2 separate regions of the Rattus norvegicus genome follow, and region 2 is linked to region 1. A link is a contact called in public Hi-C data. All regions are on one chromosome and are shown on one strand. The core of a region is the stretch at or near the end of the contact, and the rest is flanking DNA. Distances in the headings are between cores, read along the strand shown.

Region 1 (3,981 bases), core at 602-3,101:
GAGAGCTGTGAGAGAGTCCTGCTCTCCTAAGTAGATGCTGGCCTCCTGGCAATCACTGACACCCCCCAGTCTGCACAGTCTGACTTTCCCTGCCAACTGCCACCTCCACATGGCATCCTTTCTGTGCAAATGGCTGAGCACAAGTTTCTTTTGCTTTAAAGAACACCAGACCTGTTGGCTCAGGGCTCCAACTTATGCCAGTATGACCTCATATTAACTTACAATACCTGAAAAGACCTCGCTCCCCCAAAATGCCACATTCTCAGGGAGAACAAGTCAAAACGTCCACATGAGAATCTCAGGGGACACAGCTCAACTCCTAACGGTGTCAGGGAGGGAACTAAGCCAAATTTCAGGCTGGGGCACCATTGTGGGTCCATCTACTTCAGGCCCAGTTGACAAGTGGGGATATGTGTGACAAATTCCTTGTAAGCACGGCGTGATAAACAAGAAGTGATGAGTGAGTGTTTTCTCTTTAACTTGTTCTTTTGAGAAGAAATATAGCTAAAATCATAGGCCTCATTCTTCAATAACCATGCAGGGCATATGAATAATTCAATAAACATTTAATGGATCAATCATTGTGTCAAATGCCACTCTGGATTATTAGGCTCTCTTGGTGAACAGAGCCTCTGTCTTGGATTTTAGAGAAGTGTCTTCTGTTTCGGTTTTTTTTTTTTCTTTTTTTCGGAGCTGGGGACTGAACCCAGGGCCTTGTGCTTGCTAGGCAAGTGCTCTACCACTGAGCTAAATCCCCAACCCCCGAGAAGTGTCTTCTATAGGTGCCAAAGTCCTATGGTGTACGTCACCTCTGAAACAGGAGGGAGGTGTGGCCTCTGACTGATTTTATTTGCATTCTGATATCCAAAATTTCTTCATGTCAGAAGCCAAAATATCTTCACTGAAATATTTCCATATTTCAACGGGTTCTTGTCCTGCTTATAACTGTGAAACTGTATATGTGTGTAATATAATATTGGCATATTTCCTAAATGTTCATCTGACACACACACTTCCAGTGTCTCCTTTATCTCCAAATGATAGAAATTTGTAGAAATAAATGTCCTTTAATATATCCTTTAATATGTCCTTTAACAGCATTGGATCTGTAAATATATGAACTGCAGTTGGTCAAAGAAATTGTTATCTTTCCACATTTTTCTATATATTTATATATAGATATTGATATGTCAAAAAAAGTTGTAGAACACATTAAATAACAGTAATATGGAATAACATCCGCTTTCTCTTAAAATGTTTTATTCCTTAACATGCACATCTCCGGGTGACTTACTGTTCTGTGAATACCTGTATTTCCAGCGTAAAGCACCCCTTTTCCTCAGGGTACTACCAGATAATTGCCCAATACCTGCTCACATTTCTCTTTGTCGGTTAAAGTGCCCTCCCACCCCCACCTCCAAGTATCAGGAGAGCCATTCGATCTTTCTTTGATAGGCAGCAAATGGTATTTTTGCCAGAAGTATTTACTAGATAATTCCAAAATAACTTTTAATTTTGGTCCATTCTTCCCGATTCTAGTATTAATATAAATTATCATCACAATGGGCAAATGATTATATAACTTTGTAAAGTGTGCAAAAATTGGTCATGAGTCAAAATCCCATTTATTCTAGGCCAGTTGAGCCTGTGGGTGTGGCTTTGCTGAGAGCGGGCAGCCCCGGCCCTCATCCACAGCGATCCAGCGATTGGCTGGATGTGTTTTTTACAAGGAAATGAGTAACAATGCTCTGTTAAAAAAATAAATCTGGCTTAGATTCATATCAGTAGAACCAAGGAAATGGGATTGCAGATTTCATTGCTCAATGGGACTCTCGGTTCCTGTTTTAGGGTCACAGGGATTTACATAATGCCCAAACAGAAAGGCTTCTCGCTGAGGCGAGACGATACAGCCACACCCAGTGTAAGGGCTTGACTCTAAAAGAGTAAGTGCTCTGGAGTTAGGTACAGCATCTTCTTTAATGTCTTCAATGCCAGTGCCTTCCCGGGGTTGATAAGTAGACTTTGTAGTAAATGCCAAGAAAAAAAAAAGGAGCAATTATTAATGACGAAAGGGAGGGAACGCTACAAAAACAGATCTCTGTCCCCATAGGAACCAAAGTGAATGAAAGTAGGTCAGAGACAGATAAAACCGGGGGATGGCGATTTAACACCAGTTACGAGCTGAAGTTACTTCTCTTTATCTTTCACGATACACTGGGATCCTCTCCCTTTCTCCTCCCTGGCCTCTTCTCTCAGAGCACTGTCCGGCTGCCTCGCCACGTGTCTGCCCATTGCATAGGCACGCATTCATGGCGCCATCTGTCCCTGAAATGTTGTTCATCTTCTGTGTTGTATGGTTACACGTCCTCCAGACATCCGCCACTCCAAGAGACAGCCTTTCTCAGAACGCCTTTCCCCCTAGACCTCTGCAGTCTTTGACATCGCCGATCATACCCTTTCTTGTTAGTTCCCCCTTTAACTCGATGGGCTAGCCTGTGCTAACCAGGAAATCCAAGCGAGTTGTGTTTAGATTGAATACTTGTGCTGGCCTGCATAAACTGGAACAAAATGGTTTGTTTTCCTAATGAAGGTCATGACTTCGTACTTTTATTGTCTGTCTAACATCTTTCTCTGCATAGATGCTTATGCCTACAATTGTGAGTTTATCGGTATGAACGTGCTAGCTTTTATATCTACGTCTCTAACTGTATCTGTATCTATATATTTAATTTTAAAAGGCCAGCAAGATTAGCTATACTTTAAATGATCACCTACCAGCCTGAAAGGGCATTTAAAATAAGGTTTAAAAAAATCATATTTAATCCAGGCATGGTGGTACATGCCTTTAATCCGAGCACTTGGGAGGCAAAGGCAGGTGAATATGAGGTTAAGCCTAGCCTGGTCTGCATAGAGAGTTCCAGGCTAACCAAGGACAGGCAGGACCCTGTCTCAAACAAAATAAACTATGCAACAAATCACATTTATAGTTAAATACCAAACTCACATATTTCCAAAAGAAAAAAAGAGGAAAGTAAAAACCAAACCATAAACAAGCAACAACAACAAACTGGCAGGGGTAAATATTAAATAGAAACGCACCCCCCCACTCTGTTGCCCGTACCGGTGGGCCACATGGCATCTGTCAGGTATTTTCATCTTAATCAGCAAAATGTCTCAACTCGTCTCTCTAAGTTTCCAATTTCCATCCCACGTTGCTGCCAGCTACTCTCTGAGCTCTGTGGCCATCTTGCCACCATGGCTAGCCCTAGAAGCCATCACCCTTCTAGTTCCCATGGTGAGGGTTGCCGCCACGCCAGCCCCATGCAGTCATCCACCCTCTGTGGTTATAGTCACAATTCCCAGTATCCCATTAAAATCAAAACTCAATAAGCTTGTAATTTATCAATCAGATTTATATCTTAAATTCTCAATCCACCAAACGTCTGCACGATAAACTCAGCCAATTGATATTGATATAACCTGCCCACTTGGATAAGACAAATTGTCCTGTAAAAGTCCTTCCCTTATGAAATAGTCATAGCTACCTGTGGCCACTTAAAGCCACACAGATCTGGGTCATCCTTCTCTGCCTCCATCTTGCTTCCTCTTCCGCTTTCCCCTCTCTCCCCTCTCCAAAACTCTGTGCCTGCTTTGCATTTTCACTGCACAATCACAGGCAGCGCCTTATCTCGTGCCTGCCCTCACCTGCATATAAACATCAATCCACACAAACCAACCCCAAACCCCTTGCATGCTCTGAGGTTTGCACAGCCATGTGAGTTAAACATTCCCCACAACTAAGTCTGGACTGTTTTCCTGAGCTATGCGCAAAGCCCTGAAAACCGATAATGAGCCATTATAGACAATCAAGCAAAATGTCTTTTATAGAAGAAAATACGTATAGCACAAAGACTAAAGTTTTGAAATACTACCCTGAAATGCTTTAGGGAGTTTTTAAGGCTCAAGAATAGAATGTGGTAA
Region 2 (3,981 bases), core at 1,072-3,571, 470 kb after region 1:
TATCTGTAACCCTGGGCAGAAGTGAGAGGGATACCAGTCATTTTAGCTGCTCCAACACTCTCTCAAAGTCCCGGCTGTCCTTGCAGTTAGGGGCTTGCCCTGTGTCAGCCACTGACCTGTTCAAGAGAGAGCTGTGGTCTACAGCTGCTGGTGATGCCGATACTCCCGGAACCACTGCCCGGCCTGTATGCCTACATGTCATGCAGAGCTGAGATATTTTGTAAAAATAAAATCCAATAAAGCCAATAAAATAAAAACTCTAAAAAGTCTGGCTTGCCTTCACAATTCAAAGTGTGAAGATACACCTTGTTCTATTTCATTCCAGCCATTCTGTATTTTCAATGGTCACCTTATCCTGTTCATTTTTATGACATCACTGAGTCTCTTCATATCAGAGGAATATATTCGCCTTGTTCTCAACGGTGTCTCTTTGCCTGTGGTGCACGACACCTTCTCAGGCGTTCTTGAGCTAACTGGTTTGCTGTAGAAGAGGCCACTGGACATTGCAGGATGAGAAGACATTTAAGACTGGGAAAGTAACACATCTCCACCAATCCTAACCAAGTCTTTCATGTTGGCAGGGGGGGTGAGAAGATTTGAAAGTCGATGTTTAAAACGCTCTCCTTGTGCTGCTATTATTCTGTTGGTCCATGCCTCCCATTCACGCTACTTTCCTCTCTCAGCCTCTCTTGCCTTCACTTCTTAGTCACTCAAGACAGTACATTTAAAGTCAACTTGATTGCCTTTAAAATGCACTGCTAATTATTAAATTCATGTCATGTTTGATTAGAGTTTCACCTAGACAGTGTCCTTCATGACCAGGATTCTGTTGGTTTACTTTGGGATTTGTAATTGCCTTTGTTTTTTTTTTTTTGTTTGTTTGTTTTTTTAACTCATCCTGGTCGTATTTGTTACTTCCTGTTTTCTCCTGTTCTTCCTGTGCACCTGGTGCATCTTGGATCTCCTTGAAGAGGTTTTGATCCTTCTGGTATCTGAGTGTTCTCTTTTCTATTGTTGATGGCTCTCAGGGCATGCAAGGGTTGTTGCACGGGAGTGCCCAGTAGGAACCGCCTTGCCTCGGGGCTATCAGCTGGCACTTGGGAGTTCCCTGGGCTGCTGCACAGCCCCAATACATTGCAGGCTCTGCTCGTTTTCCTGCAGATCCCTTGAAGGCGGAAGGACAACAACTACGTTTAGTTTTCCTTATTCTACCCAAGCAAGCTGCTGTCAAGGCTCTAGAGCTAAGGGGTTGCCACCTTGCGAGAAAAGGGTACCAGAACCTACTTTACAAATTCCAGGGTGTAGGGGATTTTCCATGGTTAGGGAAGTAATTTAAAAAAAATTTCCTACCTGGAGACAATGCTAACTGGACACAATGCTGAAGACGGGCGCACAGGTGAGGCCCAAGCTCTAAAGAAATGACCTGCCTGTTTCAGCATCGCCCCCCCCCCCCCCCTTGGCCAACCCACTAGCCCTGAACTCTGAGATATGCTTCACATTTTGACAACAAAGAAATGCTGACGTTTACAGCAGGGGTTCCCAACCTGTGGGTCTCGACCCCTATGGGGTTAAACAATCCTTTAACGGGGCGGGAGGCAGATATTTATATTATGGTTCATAACAGTAGCTAAATTATAGTTATGACATAGTAATGAAAAGAATTTTGTGGCTGGGGGGGTGGGTGTCACCACAAGTGTGAGGAACAGTATTAGAGGGTCACAGCAGCAGGGAGGTTGAGAACCACTATTCCAGAGTTCTTTCTATCATCTCTGCATTTCCCTAAAGACTGTTACCGGTGTTTGTACACTGATAATTAGCCTCTTCCCCGATCCCTGCCATTCCCTGTTTGGGAGTGTGGCTTTTGACACGGTATCTTCAACACATCTCCTTTCTGCTCCCACTCATGCGTTACAGAAGATGAGAGGCAAACAGAGATGTCAATAGTGTTTTTTGTTTTGCTGTTTTTTAATTTCTCGGTTCATTCCATAGGTGAGAGTCTGTAAGGTATTTCATAATTCCATAGCAATGTGAATGAGTAGGTAAACAGCAGCCGCTACTGGAGAGGAAGGGCCTGGAGAGGAAGGGTGCACAGAAACGAATGCCCGCTGGTGATGGGGTGTGGATCAAGTCTCTGAACCTCCGTGAGGAAGTGGGCTGAGCTGACTTCAGATCGGAGCGAACGCCTTTGTAGCATTTTAGAACATCCGGTCTCAGTTCTTTCAGTTTCCAACTTGCTTTTCTGCATAAGGTTTTAAGACTCCCCGCCTACAGAAGATGTCTCCTCTCACACCTTTCCTCGCTTTGCCTCCACAAAAAAACGGTGCTAGTCCTTACGCCTTATCGCACCATTATCACCCTAGCTATTATTACTGAAAGGACTGTATTTCATGGATCCCCATTTCAAACCTCAAAAAAAAAAATCGCTTTAGATTTTTAATCTGCAATTCCCAGTGTTTGCCAATTTAGGACCATCTGCAAATTAGTTAATGTGCAGTTTAGCCTTTCTTTGAAATCAGTAATTAAGATGTAAAGTAAGGCTGAGGCCAAGACTAATTCCATGGGCTTCCCACTGGGACCTCTCCTGAGCTCCATAAGTCTTTCATCCGCACCTCTGGCTTCTCAACTTCCAGCCAAATCTCCAGCTATTTCTCTCCATATGTAATTAAGCGGATGCACGAGGATCACCAGATTAACTTCTGGTTTGTAAAATGCTATCTGGGATCCATATTTATTTGACTTGGTTTTGTATTTACTTGTGTGGAAACCTTATAACCAACATGAGAAGAATATTTCACTTAGACAAACCCATTAGCTAATCTCCTACACGGAAGACAGACACAAGATAGCCTCTTAATATTAATTCTATTATTTAACTGCAGCCAGTTCAGGATCTAGACGACAACTGCAACTGGGGGCTATTTTACTCCTTTCTCTTTGTTTTAAACTTGGTCCAGCATTCTAGTATCTTTCTACTTATTTAAGATAAAAGCCTGCCTTTATTTTAATAAGTTTATTCAATTATTCCCCCATCAGCCATAGACAAACCTTTTGTTTTCAGGTCTTAGGCGTTTTCTATTAGCTGCCAATTATCTGTGTCTCAGACTGACATTCAAATAATTAAATATTCAGGTGCACTGATCTTGCCACCAAGGGTTTTATGAGCATTTGAGAAATTTGTTTAAGTTTAATTGGGAAATTAAGCCATGGGGCAACGTTACTGCAAAGCTCTACTGCTGTGCTCTGAGGAGCCGCACTAATCTAGGTCAGTACAACACAATAGGACTCACAAACACCGAAAGAACACAAACCCACAAACACCCAAAGAAGACAAAACCCTGCTCTGAATGACTGCCAAATTCTGAGGTATTTTAATCTTCCCTTTCTGGGACTCTTTCTGCCTCTGGTGTGCAGAGCAGCCTCTGGTTTATAACCTAAATCTTCTTACTGATTTCTAGCTCCTGCCCCTTCCCCATGGCTCTGGTCTCCCTTCAGAACGTACTCAAGTATTTTATTACTGTGTGTCTGCAAAACGTATCGCTCTTTTCTCTGTAGTATCAGATGACATTCCGAGCATTCTGAGCTGGACGATGGTTTCTCCGTTGCTGGGAAATGCATTCAGACAGGCAGTAAACATTTTTATTCTGCTATAAATACACAAGAGTTTATGATGTATGTGGGACTCTAGCATGATGGGTTTCTTCCCAGCTAAGATTTCACCAACACGGAACGAAGGGGCTTGGCTCATCTTCTATTTTCTTCAAGAACATATCCTTGACTTTCAATAAACGTAACTTCAAATTAATTAAAAAGCTAAAGTTAGAAAGACAGAAAAAAGATAAATAGGAAGGAAAGGGTAGAACTTGGGAGACCAGAGGGAAGTGTGTGCCTAAGTATGTTCCAAATCAAATTATCCTATTTTCTGTTGTATATCATTACTGTGCTTTGACCTGGCACCCCCTCCTTCCTCACACACAAAGAGGT

What was found. A called contact is a pair of places that touch in the nucleus more often than the background predicts.
Region 2: a Hi-C map of hepatocytes shows a contact between it and region 1, with 4 times the contacts expected there. The contact joins two enhancer-like sites. A contact is called at or near these places in 7 of 12 Hi-C or Micro-C datasets (the A7r5 cell line, the Rat2 cell line, Schwann cells and 4 more).

Annotation. Positions count from the first base shown.
Region 1 is chr15:86,789,605-86,793,585 of GRCr8, forward strand. The region is part of intron 8 of Scel (sciellin); the gene reads left to right. Among named protein-coding and RNA genes, the nearest start is that of Scel, 37 kb to the left of the region's middle. Within about 2 kb of position 1,852, at least 3 of the 93 cell types and tissues checked have an H3K27ac peak or open chromatin away from gene starts, as enhancers often do.
Region 2 is chr15:87,257,515-87,261,495 of GRCr8, forward strand. No RefSeq gene overlaps it. Among named protein-coding and RNA genes, the nearest start is that of Ednrb, 170 kb to the left of the region's middle. Within about 2 kb of position 2,322, at least 4 of the 93 cell types and tissues checked have an H3K27ac peak or open chromatin away from gene starts, as enhancers often do.